Linked DNA regions of Mus musculus: region 1 is linked to region 2. Evidence: chromatin contacts called from public promoter capture Hi-C data. All regions are on one chromosome and are shown on one strand. Each heading gives the region's core, a stretch centred on a gene start, on an enhancer-like site or on the middle of the called end of the contact. The rest is flanking DNA. Distances are from core to core; before and after follow the strand shown.

Region 1 (5,463 bases), core at 1,695-4,194, 120 kb after region 2:
AAAAAAAGAAAAGAAAAGAAAAAAGGAAAAGAAAAGAAAAAGAAACAGTAACATTCACACAAAAGTCTTTTAATTAACTTTATTCTCTATCTGTAGTTACGCAGAATTTATAAAGTGAGAATTAGCATTGAGTAATTTAATGTCACTGTGAAAGTTCTGGGGCAAATACATTTCATACAGTGTGAGGAAAGAAATGATTGCATGTCATGAAGCAGTGGGAATTAGCAGAGATGGCGCTGCTGAGTGTAAAGCTGGAACAAGAAAAGTATTAGAATGTCTGAGAATGATTAACAAGTTTTATTCTGCTCCTACTTTTCCAAAGCATTGATGGGTAGGGGTGTTAGAACTAGATGAGCTGAAGTTGAGCATCCTTCCCAAAGCCGAGTGAACTCACAGAGGCTGTCTCCTTAGCCAGGGACATCATTTCCTAAAGCACTCAAGGTTGGACCAGAGCTGTTAGTGACTCATGCTAAGTCACAACCGTCTTCTCGTTTATGTGCAGAATTCTTTGTGCTATTTCAGCTGCTTCGACCAAGGCTTTCAGTCATTCTGCTTGAATTTGAGCATACTATGCACATAAAAAGGCTAGAGTTGACTTTTCTAAAATATAGAGGGTACTAAATGTCACATGAATGTTGCTGTGACCTTTCCTTGCCTAAGGAAGATGATTATCCACTGAGCAGCTGTCAACATGATGAGACTGATAATCCCATCACAGGGAAGGGGGTGATGGTTGGGAATCATGACAGATACAGGTTAGGCAAGGACAGGAATTCTGATGTAGAAATGTAGCTCAGCTAGACTTGGCAGAAAGAGTTAATGGCCCGAGAGTCCTAAGGGTAGGGAGAGACACAGTTTAAGAGTGTGTCACATTTTAGTGAATGTATGAAATTCTATTATTTCTAAATTTTTGATTTTCTTGTTAATATCTTAACCCCATAGTGTTTAGAAGAAAATATTTTGAGAACTAAATGTACTTTTCCCATTGTATATATTTACAAGACATTTGCAAAAGATGGCGATTTGAATAGATGGTTAGAATTCATATTTATATTAATATATTACAGGTTTTGTTCATTCTGACTCTAATCAGCCTTGTTACTTATTCATCTATTTATGTGTGTGTGTGTGTGTGTGTGTGTGTGTGTGTGTGTTAATGGAGATTCTAGAGATGTCAGATTCTCTGGATTTAGTTACAGGTGTCTGTGAGGTATCATGTGTGGGTGCAGAAACTGAACTTAGATCTCTTGCAGAAACATTGAAGGAAGGCTCTTTAACTCCCAAGCCATCTCTCCAGTTCTTTTTTTTTTTAATTGTCAATGCAGATTAGAAATCATGTTTTAGACTATAGTTATCTTGAACTGATCTAAAGGTCAAATCTATTTACATTGTTTGTATAATTGCTCAAGATGATGGGGATATGGACTAGGTATAGTAGTGATCTTGCTGAGCCTTTCTTGAGTTTTAAAAATGAGAATGGAAGGGACAGATGAGGTGGCTCAATGGTTAAGAGCGCTAGTTTCTCTTCCAGAGGACCTGGTTTCAATTTCCAGGTTCTACATGGAAGCTCACAACTGTTTGTAACTCCAGTCCTAAGGAACCCAGCACACACATGTGTGTAGACACACATTTCAGATAAAATATAAATAAAAGGTTAAAAACATTTTTTAAATGAGAAGGGTATATTGATATTAATCAGGTATGTATTAGGCGATCCACTTTAGAGATGAAGAAACTGATGGGTGGAGAGATGAAGTGACTTGTCGAAAGCCAGATGACTAGAAAAGTTTTCTTATACATACTGTTCTTGAGCAGCAGTGTTGTGGCTTATAGTTGGCTGGTGTAATGTATGTTACAGTAGCTTCTGCCAAAGGGAGATTTATGTTTCAAATGTGAGATCCTTGAGAAGTCCCTTCCATAACAAGGGTGGTAGGCATTTTCCACATAGGGTAGTTTCTTTTACTTTCTAGATTTTTCATAGCGTTGATTGATTGATTGATTGATTGATTGATTGTACCTTTCTTATGGACTTCTAAAGTTTGATTTGATGCTTCTCAGTTATTCACTGGGGAATCACTGTCCTTCAGTGTGACAAGGAATTTGGGGCTGGAGTGCACAGAGCCGTGATGTCAAGAATGAAGGTCCCACCAGATGGATGTCACCCTTTGTGTGGAATCTGTTTGCTTAGCAGATGGTCTCTGTTTCTCTCAAGGAGCATCCACAACCTGTTACTGTTTCTTTTCCACACCTAAGATTACATTTCTTCTAGGAACTGCTTTTCTGGGTTCTGGTTACAATACCATTTTCCTGAGAGTTAGGAGAATGTTCTTCCTTCTTCCCTTGTTTCCTGGTGAAATCTAACAGTGTCCAGGCCCTGGCCTGATTCATGTGGTTAATAGTGCAGGCTCTTGTTCACACCCTGGGCCCAGGCTGTGGCCTGAAGCTCAATTTACTTTAACCTTGAAGTTAAAGGCAGGGGTTGAGTCTCACTATATGGAGTTTGTTGGAAATTAAACTCAATATTCTATCTTCAGCTCTCCTCAGGGCCACACTTCCTTTCTATAACAATAACTTACAAATACTGGGAAAGGAAGCTGGGAAAGAACGCTGCTTGCCCTGAGATGCACCCGGGTGGCTTTCTTATTAATAGTTCCTGTGTATGTAGATTGTGGGAAGGATGTGAGTTTTAATAGCAGCTGTGTATGTGGAGCACAGCTTCTTGGTTGGATGTCCAGCTTTCCTTCTTTGGGAGCAGTGCTTTTCTCTTTTGGATGAGATGTGCCTTGGCTGGTCTATGCTGATGTACTCACTTCTTTTGTTTGGGGTCCAGGATATGGTCTGTTCCCAGGGGAAGCTTGTGGTAGCCTTTGTGGTCTCCTGGGTTGCTCCCTGCCCCATGGCTATTACATATTGGACTCGTGGTATTACTCTAGATGTTCCTGTTTGCACTGTGGTTCCCTTGAGACTGTGCTGGCTGATCTTATCCTGTTCCTGTGCCCACTTCCTCCTGCTTCCAGCAGTAACAACTTTTAGTCTAGAATGAGGAATGGAGCAAGGACAACTTGTCGTTTAATCATGTTCTCTTTGTCCAAAGGGAACAGTGTTAGACTTCTATTAAAATAAAACTTGTTCTCTTCTAAGTAGTCTCCAAGGGAACAGTGTGCTAGGTAGGCCGGAGGCAAGCTGGTGTAGGTGGCTGAAGGACTTGAGAGGTGGGCTGTAGACCCTCTTTTCTGCCCAGCATCGGAGGGTCATAGTGAGTACTCAGTGTGGTTGTTTCAGTGAACAAGGAAAAGCGTTCTGTCCCTACAAGCTCTAGATCTTCTTGGTTTACATCAGGAATTTGGCTGTCTTTGGGGTTTTCTTTTTTAATGGTGTAAATTCAAGGGAAGCTGAGAATGCTGAAGTGCCAACTCAGACCTTCTGTATCAGAGCCTTTGTAAACAGCATCTTTCTGCTTCATATGTACAGTGTAATTTATCTTGAATTCAAGTATGACCTCAGCAGAATGTTTTTTGTAAATTTACTTCTAATAAATATGCATAAATTTGGGAATTAGTGAATATAAACTATGAGTAATTCTATTTTGTAGCAGCAGCAATAAAAATAATAGCAGCATTTATTGATGGTTTTTCTGAGCTATGAAGGTAGGACTAGGTGCCATTTTAATACTGCTACATAGACATGAAGCCGAGTCTCAGAAGAGATCAATGATCTGTCTGTCTATCTCAGCGCAGAGGAGAGGCTGTGGTGCTTAGATGAGAATCTGTGCCGTCTGGGCCTAGAGCCACATTCCCAGGACTCTGCTCTGCCTCTTCTGGGTTAGGGGAAAGCTGGAATTCGGTAACAGTACAGTACATCAGGGTGATCAAGGATAAAGAGTAAAATCTTCCTTCCTTCATTTATTCTCTCTCTCTCTCTCTCTTTTTTTTTTTTTTTTTTTTTTTTTGCAAAGTAAAACTAAGTTAGGCAAAGGCTTAGAACTCTGATGTTACAACATCTGCTATCAGACAGAACCAAGATATTTGAAGTGGGCTAAATCTCTTCACTTTCATTATAAATGGGGCTTGTAATTCCTGAAGAACTGAGCTTACCCAGAGCACTTTGTTTCTGCAGCCTGCATCTGGGTTTGTAGCGCTGGGATCCTGGTCTTGGTAGGGATTATTTAACGAGGAGGGCAGTGGATATCTGGATAATCATTTAGATAGACTTTTTGTTTTGTGCGAAGCATCTACATGAGGCAAAGCACAATCAATGTGTAGTTATCTCACTGAAATCAGCACACACCACATCTGTCTTCCTGTCTAGTGCATGGTTGTGTATTTCCTTTAAACTCTTGTGTCAGTTTGTTCATAATCCTCTTACTTGTTTTTGTTTTGTATTGTTTTCTTGATTAAAACCACCTGTAGGAGAGACTAGTGACATCAGTAACCTAAAAGGTCATTGCGTTCTTCGGAGCCCTGTGCTAGGTTGCTTTAGGCCTGCTCTCGGGCAGTTTTTACAGTAGCAGGCTGTTTTGTGCCAAGTGTATATAGGCTTCATCTCTTTGTATTAGGACTTTCATGCTGTTCCTGAGTTCCCAAAAGGGAATGTCTCATTTCTATGTGTAAACAATTAATTCCATGTATTCTTTTCTTTTTTCTCCAGGTTGCATCACAGCGTATAAGCTCAGTAGACCTCTCCTGTTGTAGCCTTGAACATCTGCCTGCCAACCTCTTTTACAGCCAAGACCTTACTCATCTCAACTTAAAACAGAACTTCCTAAGGCAAACCCCCACCCTCCCAGCTGCCAGAGGACTTGGTGAACTGCAAAGGTGAGCCTGCACAAGCGCTAGAATCTCTTGGAAGGGACGGGGAAACCAGACCATTTGGGAATGGTATCTTCACTATTTTGACAGGGATAGTGTATATACATTTTTCTCTTCAGAAGGCAATATAACATGGCTTTGCTTTATAGTGAGAACAGTATCAGCTAGCATTCCAAAAATTTTCTCTAAGGTTTCTTGCCTTTAAAATTATGGCCTGTAGTTATCCATTGGGTAGATTTACATAAGAGCAGTTCTTTTAAAAGTGAACTTCATCCCCTACATTATCTGCAAAGAGACTGTGAAAATTTCATGGTATTTAGTGTGTTTCTTCTAAGCTCAAGGGTCTATTCAAAATAAATTACTTGATTTGAAATTTATGGATCAGTTTTTCCTCATGAAAACACTCATCTTTGAACCAAGACATAAGAACCAAGGTTTAAGGCCAAAACTCTATGGCATCTAGATGTCAGTATGTTGGACTTGAGTCATATGCATCAGCTCGGAGAATCTGCCTCATTATGTCTAGGAGTATCTCTCAAGAGGATCTGAGAGGTCGTCTTGTTCCTTCCTTTCCCACTTTGAGGCAGTGACCAAGCATGATTCTGGGGATATGCAGCCTTTTGTGACTCTGCATGTAGAGACTGTACTGAGGAAG
Region 2 (6,170 bases), core at 2,043-4,542:
GTTGCCTTTGAAGGGTGTTTCCGCTTTCGAGTCCCTGAGTGGTGTGTATGGGTGTGAGAAACTGTAAGCTACTGAACACTGATACCTTTATACAGAGCTGGGGACTATTACTGGGAGGAGCTGTGATGCTGAAAGAAATTAAAGGGTATTTTGAGTCAGATTTTAATAATAGCATTCATACTCAATAAAATGCTCCATTTTCAAAGCATCTTCAGAATTGAAGTGATAATCATTGGTCCATTAAATCTGTGGGGGATTTTTAATTGAAAGGGAAATCCTTAATGGTATAATTGCTGCCTTTTTGTGATTCTATCCTTATTGTTGTAGCAGGGTCTCATATATCCCAGGCTAGCCTTGAACTTGGTGTATAGTGGAGGATGCTCTTGAGCTTCTGATACTTCTGCTCCCGCCTCCTGAGGGCTAGGATTACAGGTGTGCATGCAGTGCTGGAGACCAAACTCAGGCTTCATGAATGCTAGGCTCTGCCAACTGAGCTGTGGACTGGCCCCTTGTGACTATATTTTTAGAAAAATTAGTTACAAATGATAAATGTTAGTTAATCGTTCTGCCATACAGTATCAATGATGAGCTTTCATAAATTGGAAGAAAATTACAAATTAAACTAAAGGTTAGAAGCTGAATTACCATATGATTTGCAAATAACAGTTTTAGTGACAGACTAGTGTCTATAGAGACAGACTCTATAGCTGACTGCTGGATTTCTTTAAGCTCCCAAGAGGAAGACAGAATTGCCTGGCTTCTGGATTACCTTATATAGTAATTACTAGAAAACAAGAAAATATGGGTGCTTTCCTCAAATGTAAATGAGTGTGATGGTAACTGTTGGTTGTCAACTTGACTGTAACTGGAATGAACTGCAGTCTATGAGAGATTTTTTGCTTGGTTTGAAGTAGGTAAGTCCACTTTTGGTATGGACATCCATCTTTAATCTGGGCCAGTCCTTCTGCTGGAAGCCTGTATAAAGACATGGAGGAAAGAGGGTTTTGCTCTTTGCCTGCTTGCCCTTGCCTGGCTAGCATATCCATTCCTTCATTGGCCTTAGAGCCTACTATGTCTTTGGGACTCTAGCCTATACTGAAGACCATCTGAGACACCCAGCCTTGAGGCCTGAGCAATTACTGGATTTTTGGACTTTCTGTTCACAGCCAGCCATTGTTGCATTAGCTGGACTGCAGCCTATAAGTCATTCTAATAAATCCCCTTTGTGTGTGTGATTGTGTGTGTGTTTGTGTGTGTGTGTGGAGAGAGAGAGAGAGAGAGAGAGAGAGAGAGAGAGAGAGATTCTATAAATTCTCTTACTCTAGAGAACCCTAATAAAATGTTCCTACTTTGTCAGATAGTTCATTATGGTTTAGATATGAGTGTACCCATGGGATCATCTCTTGAATGTTGGTCTTTAGCTAATAGCAGTATTTTGAGAGGTTCTGGAAACTTTACAGAATGGAAGCTAATTGGGAGGTAGAGTCACTAAGTACATGTCTTTGAACTTTATATCTGGTCCACAATCCATTTTCCTCACTGTTTCCTGCCCACCCGGAGATGAACAAAGCGCTCCATATGTTCCCACTGCCGTGGTGTTTCTGCTTTGCTGGAGGCCTCAGTGCAGCGGAAACTCAGTGTAGCGAAGACTCAGTGCAGCAGAGAAAGCCAGTTGAAACTTGGAAATTGAGCTCAACCAAATCTTTCCAGCTTTAAATTGTTTTGTTTAGTATTTTTCTGATAATTGTGCAAATAGGCTTAACCCTAACTGCTAGTAACTCTGCCATATGGAGAGTCGGCATGTAACATTTCTTCAGTGACAGAATTCACCCAACACTCATTTTCCACCCTTTTATTTTTCTGATAAGTAGCGTTGGTTGTGGCCGTGTGTAGACAAGTGTGCCATGGGCACAGTGGTGAGTGGGACATAGTAATTGCCTTCACGAGGCTTGTAGTGTATCCATTGGAAACTTCCGACTGTTTCTCCCTCCTCCCACTTGTTCAGCACATGGGATGCTGCGTGTGGTGTTAATACAACCACTCCATTTTGATAAATACAGTGGAAAAGGAAAGTACCATTTGTCTTAAAAAATATGGCAGTTTTGCCATTTTTGCAGTGTTTAAGCAAGTTTTCTTCATTTCAGTGTGTCTCTAGATTTCTGTTAGATTCTTACCATTTGCCTTTATTACCTATTTTTCTTGTGTTTCTAGCTAGTTGCATAACTTAATTGGAAAGATGCTATCCTATAGTTCTAATTTAGAGATATTTTAATAAGCTCCTAGCTTCTCCACTTTTTTTTTTTTTGTAATTCATTAGTACATTTGATTTTTGCTACACGAAAAAAAAGCTGCTTTCCTTTAAGTTTTAGATATAAAATCAATCCTTTTCTAGGGGAAGGCCTTAGTGGGAGAACAAAAAGAAAGAAAATGAATTAGAGTACAGAGGCACAGGCAAGTGACACTGTGACTTCATCTGTGGGCTTGTTCACTTTCTTATTCTTATTAACTGTAGCATTGCATTTTATGAGCACATGTTATGTAGACTGATGTGTTGAGGTCAGAGGACAGCTTGCAGGAGTTGGTTCTGTTCTTCCATTGTAGCTCCATACAGACAGTGGAGTCACCTTGCTGGTCCTCACCATCAGTACCATTTCTCAGATACCCAGAGAGACAGGTAACACAAAACAAAGCGAAAAAGCAAGTGAAAAACTGGGTCACCTATCATTTGTGTTTTGAGTACTGACCCCGATGTCAGTGACCCGGAGTGAATTGTGGGCAGCTGCTCATCTGAAAAGTTGGTGGACTTTTGTATAAGCCTTGCAGGCAGAATTGCTTGGAGAATATATTGTTATTAATAATAATTATTACTATTTTGTAAAGTGTGAGGCGTGTGGAATGTTTGTGGGAATAGAATAATCTTTGCCCTGTCAGAACATGGTCTCTAAAACAAATTGTGTGAGAACTTTTAAAGAAATAAAGCCCAAATGTGTAAAGAATGATTTATACTTCTTCAGGAGGGCAGATTAAATTATTATAACTGGTAATGTCTTCCCAAAGTGTTTGTCTAAGAGTAGAACAACATCAGCTCACGGGGAGAAGGGCAAGCATGGAGAGGAGACATGGCCTTGTTAGCTCAGTTCAGCCCCTTGGAAAAGGCTTTCATTTGTATGCAGTCTAATTATACTGCAAAATAAAGGACTGAATCCATTAACAAGCCAGGGCCCTTTGTGTTGCCTGAATCCCTTTAGTTTCATGGCTGCATAGAAGCCTTATTCAGAGCATTCCTAGGCCTGCAGTATCTTTCCTGTCTGCGTGCCAGACCCTATTCATAGTGTTCTCACTTCAGGAAGTTCTCACAGTCATTTGGGGTGGTGTGGGGGGAGGGGCAAGATGGGGCGCTATGAGGATCTCTTTTCCCTTTTCTGTTTCCTGCTCTGTCCCTTAAAACAAAACCAAACTGCAGACAAAAAGCAAACTCAGGAAGGTAGCTCTAAAGGAGATTCTCAAATGACCCAGTGGATTGATAACTCCTGGAATATAACAGAAAATGTGTCTCCTTCTGGGCTCTATTCGTAAACACTCGGAGGTCAGATGAGAGTAGCAGGCATGGGAAGAATAGATGGCGATGTGCTCCAGAGGACTTATTTCTTCCAACTGCATGTACTTAAAGGACTGGCTTGTTTGTTTGTTTCCTTAGGTTGTGTTAGCAGTGAAGGTAGGGGAGGAGAAGCCAGGGACTCAGGCAAGCATCTTAAAGTCTGGATGAGAAGAAAAGGAGGTCAAAGATGGCGTCTTCCTCCTTGCAAAGTGTGACAGTAGATGTTATCCTAGGTCTGGTTTGGAATATGCCGTCTTTCAGCAGTGGGTGCAGAACTGTGCTCTGTGAAGTGGGGAGGAAGAGAATCATTTAGTTGTTTGAGAAGCTGCTGGCAGTGACTTCCCAGAGTTAATAAGTGATGCGTGTGTTCTGCATCCTCAAGACCAGTCTACCTAGCCATAGTTCTGGATGGTGATCCAGTGGAGCTTTGCTTTGCCTCCCTCCCTCCCTCCCTCCCTCCCTCCCTCCCTCCCTCCCTCCCTACCTCCCTCCCTCCCTCCCTCCCTCCCCTCCCTCCCTCCCTCCTCTCCTCCCTCCTTCCTTCCTCTCTTCCTCTTTCCCTCCCTCCTTCCCTCTTGTTGATTATGAACAGGTAGTCAACTTAGAATCTACTTTGAAATATAGTGTTTTCTCTAAATATCAGGGTAATTGGGTCAGTTTAAGTGTAAAGGTTTCTTATATTTTTTAAAAAAAGTGTGTGGGTGAGAGTGTGTGTTTATTTATATGCTCACGTGTTATCTGTGTGATGTGTGGAGGTGCCTGTGTGCCAGAGTGCACACGTGGAAGTCAGAGCATGACATTGGTCTTTGCCTTCTACCTTATTTGGGTAACTGTTTCTTTCTTGTTTCACTGTGGATAGACTATAAACTTCCTCAGACTCTCCTGGTTCTCCCCTCTGCCTGCTGTGGACTGCTGGTATATTAGTTACTTTCTTTTCTTAAGATTTTATTTGTGTGTATGGGTGCTTTGTCTGCATGTAGGTTTGTGCTCAGTGTGTGTGCCTGGTGTCCACAAAAGTCAGAAGTGTTTTGGACCCTGGATCTGGACCTAACTTCAGCTGTTAGTGGGTGAAATTGAACCCGGGTACTCTGGAAGAACAGCTGATGCTTTTGACCACTGAGCCATCTCTCCAGTCTCAGTTACTTTCCTATTGCTATGAGAACAGCCTGACTAGGGCAACATAAAAAATGAAGAGTTTATTTGTACATGTTCTCCATGTTATTATGGTGTGATATTTCCCTTCGAGATCATGTCCTGAGACAGAAATGGGCTGGGGACAAGATATAGCCCCCAAGGACCTACTCCTAGTGACCTACTTCCTTCAGGTAGGCCCTACCAACCAGAGTTTCCATAACATCCCAAAACCCTTTAGCAGGGGACCAGGTTCTTAACAGAGGAGTCTATGAGAGATACTGCATGTACCTTCATTTGGGTGCCCTAGCACGTAGTGGGACTTTAAGAGTCTCATGTGTCACGGTTCTCTTACAGCATCAATGACTGCAATTGCACACCGTAACCCAGGTTTTCAACTTCAATTGACCCTGCTAACGCATGCTGCGACTTGTACTGTGGTTGTTGACTTATCTTCTCACAAATTAGACTAATAGCAGTGTGGTTTATGGTTTTGGCTTTAAAAAGTTTAGGTTTTTTTTTTTTTTTTTTTTTTTTTTTGCTTGCAAGTTTAATTGGAAAACTTGGTAGATTTTAATGATTTCTTATGGAGAAGAAACCACAGTGCCTTTTGAACCTCAGGCTATTACTTTTTCTTCAGAACAACACTTTTGGAGGTGGCTTGGCTGGTTATTTCCTTGCTGTCACTTATTACAGATTCAGTAAAGACTGTGATTAAAGCATTTGTTACATGTGATTAGCTCTCTGCCTCCACCGCCTTGTCTACCACTGCAGCTGTCCTGAACTGCTGTTCTTCCATCTTGCCTTCTGCAGAGTGGGGAGTGTGCCCATTGTTCTTTGTCTTGGCGTCTGATCTCTTGGTTGTACTTGGGTTCTTGCTCAGCTGTTTCTGTCCTGCTGTGGAATCCCTTCAACCTTGTGGAACAGGCGTTCCCTGTCACCTATCTTGGCACGCTGGCAGACTGGATGGCTGTAAATGCTGGGGTGGAATAGTATGTGCACATGTCCACAGGTCTATTGTAGGAACCCTGTCTTCATGTCTGGTCACTCTGAAAGATATGGAGGATGGTGAGGTCGCACTTTAATTTTCTGAACTTCCTTACCTTAAATTAAAAAGACAAACAAACAAATAACCATAATGACATAAGTGTTATAAATGTGTTTGGGTGTCACCAAAGGCTTTTTGGTAAGAGGATGAATAGATGGCAGCTTGAACAGTGTTGAGAGGTGCAGTGCTTTGAGGAGTATGAATAGACTGAGAGGTGTTTAAGAAACTTAGCTTTGGATCCACAAAGGCAGGGCCTCCTGTCAGATGTATCAGGGTGGGGCTGATCAGCTGTTCTGTCAAAGGGTCATGGAAATCCTTGTTTGCCATTCATTTTGCTGTAAGGATAGCAATGGCATATGAGTGTACTCAATTCTCCGTATAAATGGGAAGAAA

The links. Capture Hi-C pulls out chosen DNA fragments and counts their contacts.
Region 1: a contact with region 2 is called in a promoter capture Hi-C map of adipose tissue. The contact joins two enhancer-like sites. A contact is called at or near these places in 2 of 484 Hi-C or Micro-C datasets (embryonic fibroblasts and uterus), 2 of 115 datasets of contacts at active chromatin or transcription factors (microglia and thymic regulatory T cells) and 2 of 9 other capture datasets (adipose tissue and liver).

The regions. Positions count from the first base shown.
Region 1 is chr1:106,314,202-106,319,664 of GRCm38.p6, forward strand. Phlpp1 (PH domain and leucine rich repeat protein phosphatase 1) reads left to right here. Exons shown (of 17, transcript NM_133821.3): 4 at 4,648-4,814. Among named protein-coding and RNA genes, the nearest start is that of Phlpp1, 150 kb to the left of the region's middle. Within about 2 kb of position 2,945, at least 102 of the 459 cell types and tissues checked have an H3K27ac peak or open chromatin away from gene starts, as enhancers often do. A contact at or near this core is called in adipose tissue and liver, where this site is marked.
Region 2 is chr1:106,196,594-106,202,763 of GRCm38.p6, forward strand. The region is part of intron 1 of Phlpp1 (PH domain and leucine rich repeat protein phosphatase 1); the gene reads left to right. Among named protein-coding and RNA genes, the nearest start is that of Phlpp1, 28 kb to the left of the region's middle. Within about 2 kb of position 3,293, at least 95 of the 459 cell types and tissues checked have an H3K27ac peak or open chromatin away from gene starts, as enhancers often do. A contact at or near this core is called in adipose tissue and liver, where this site is marked.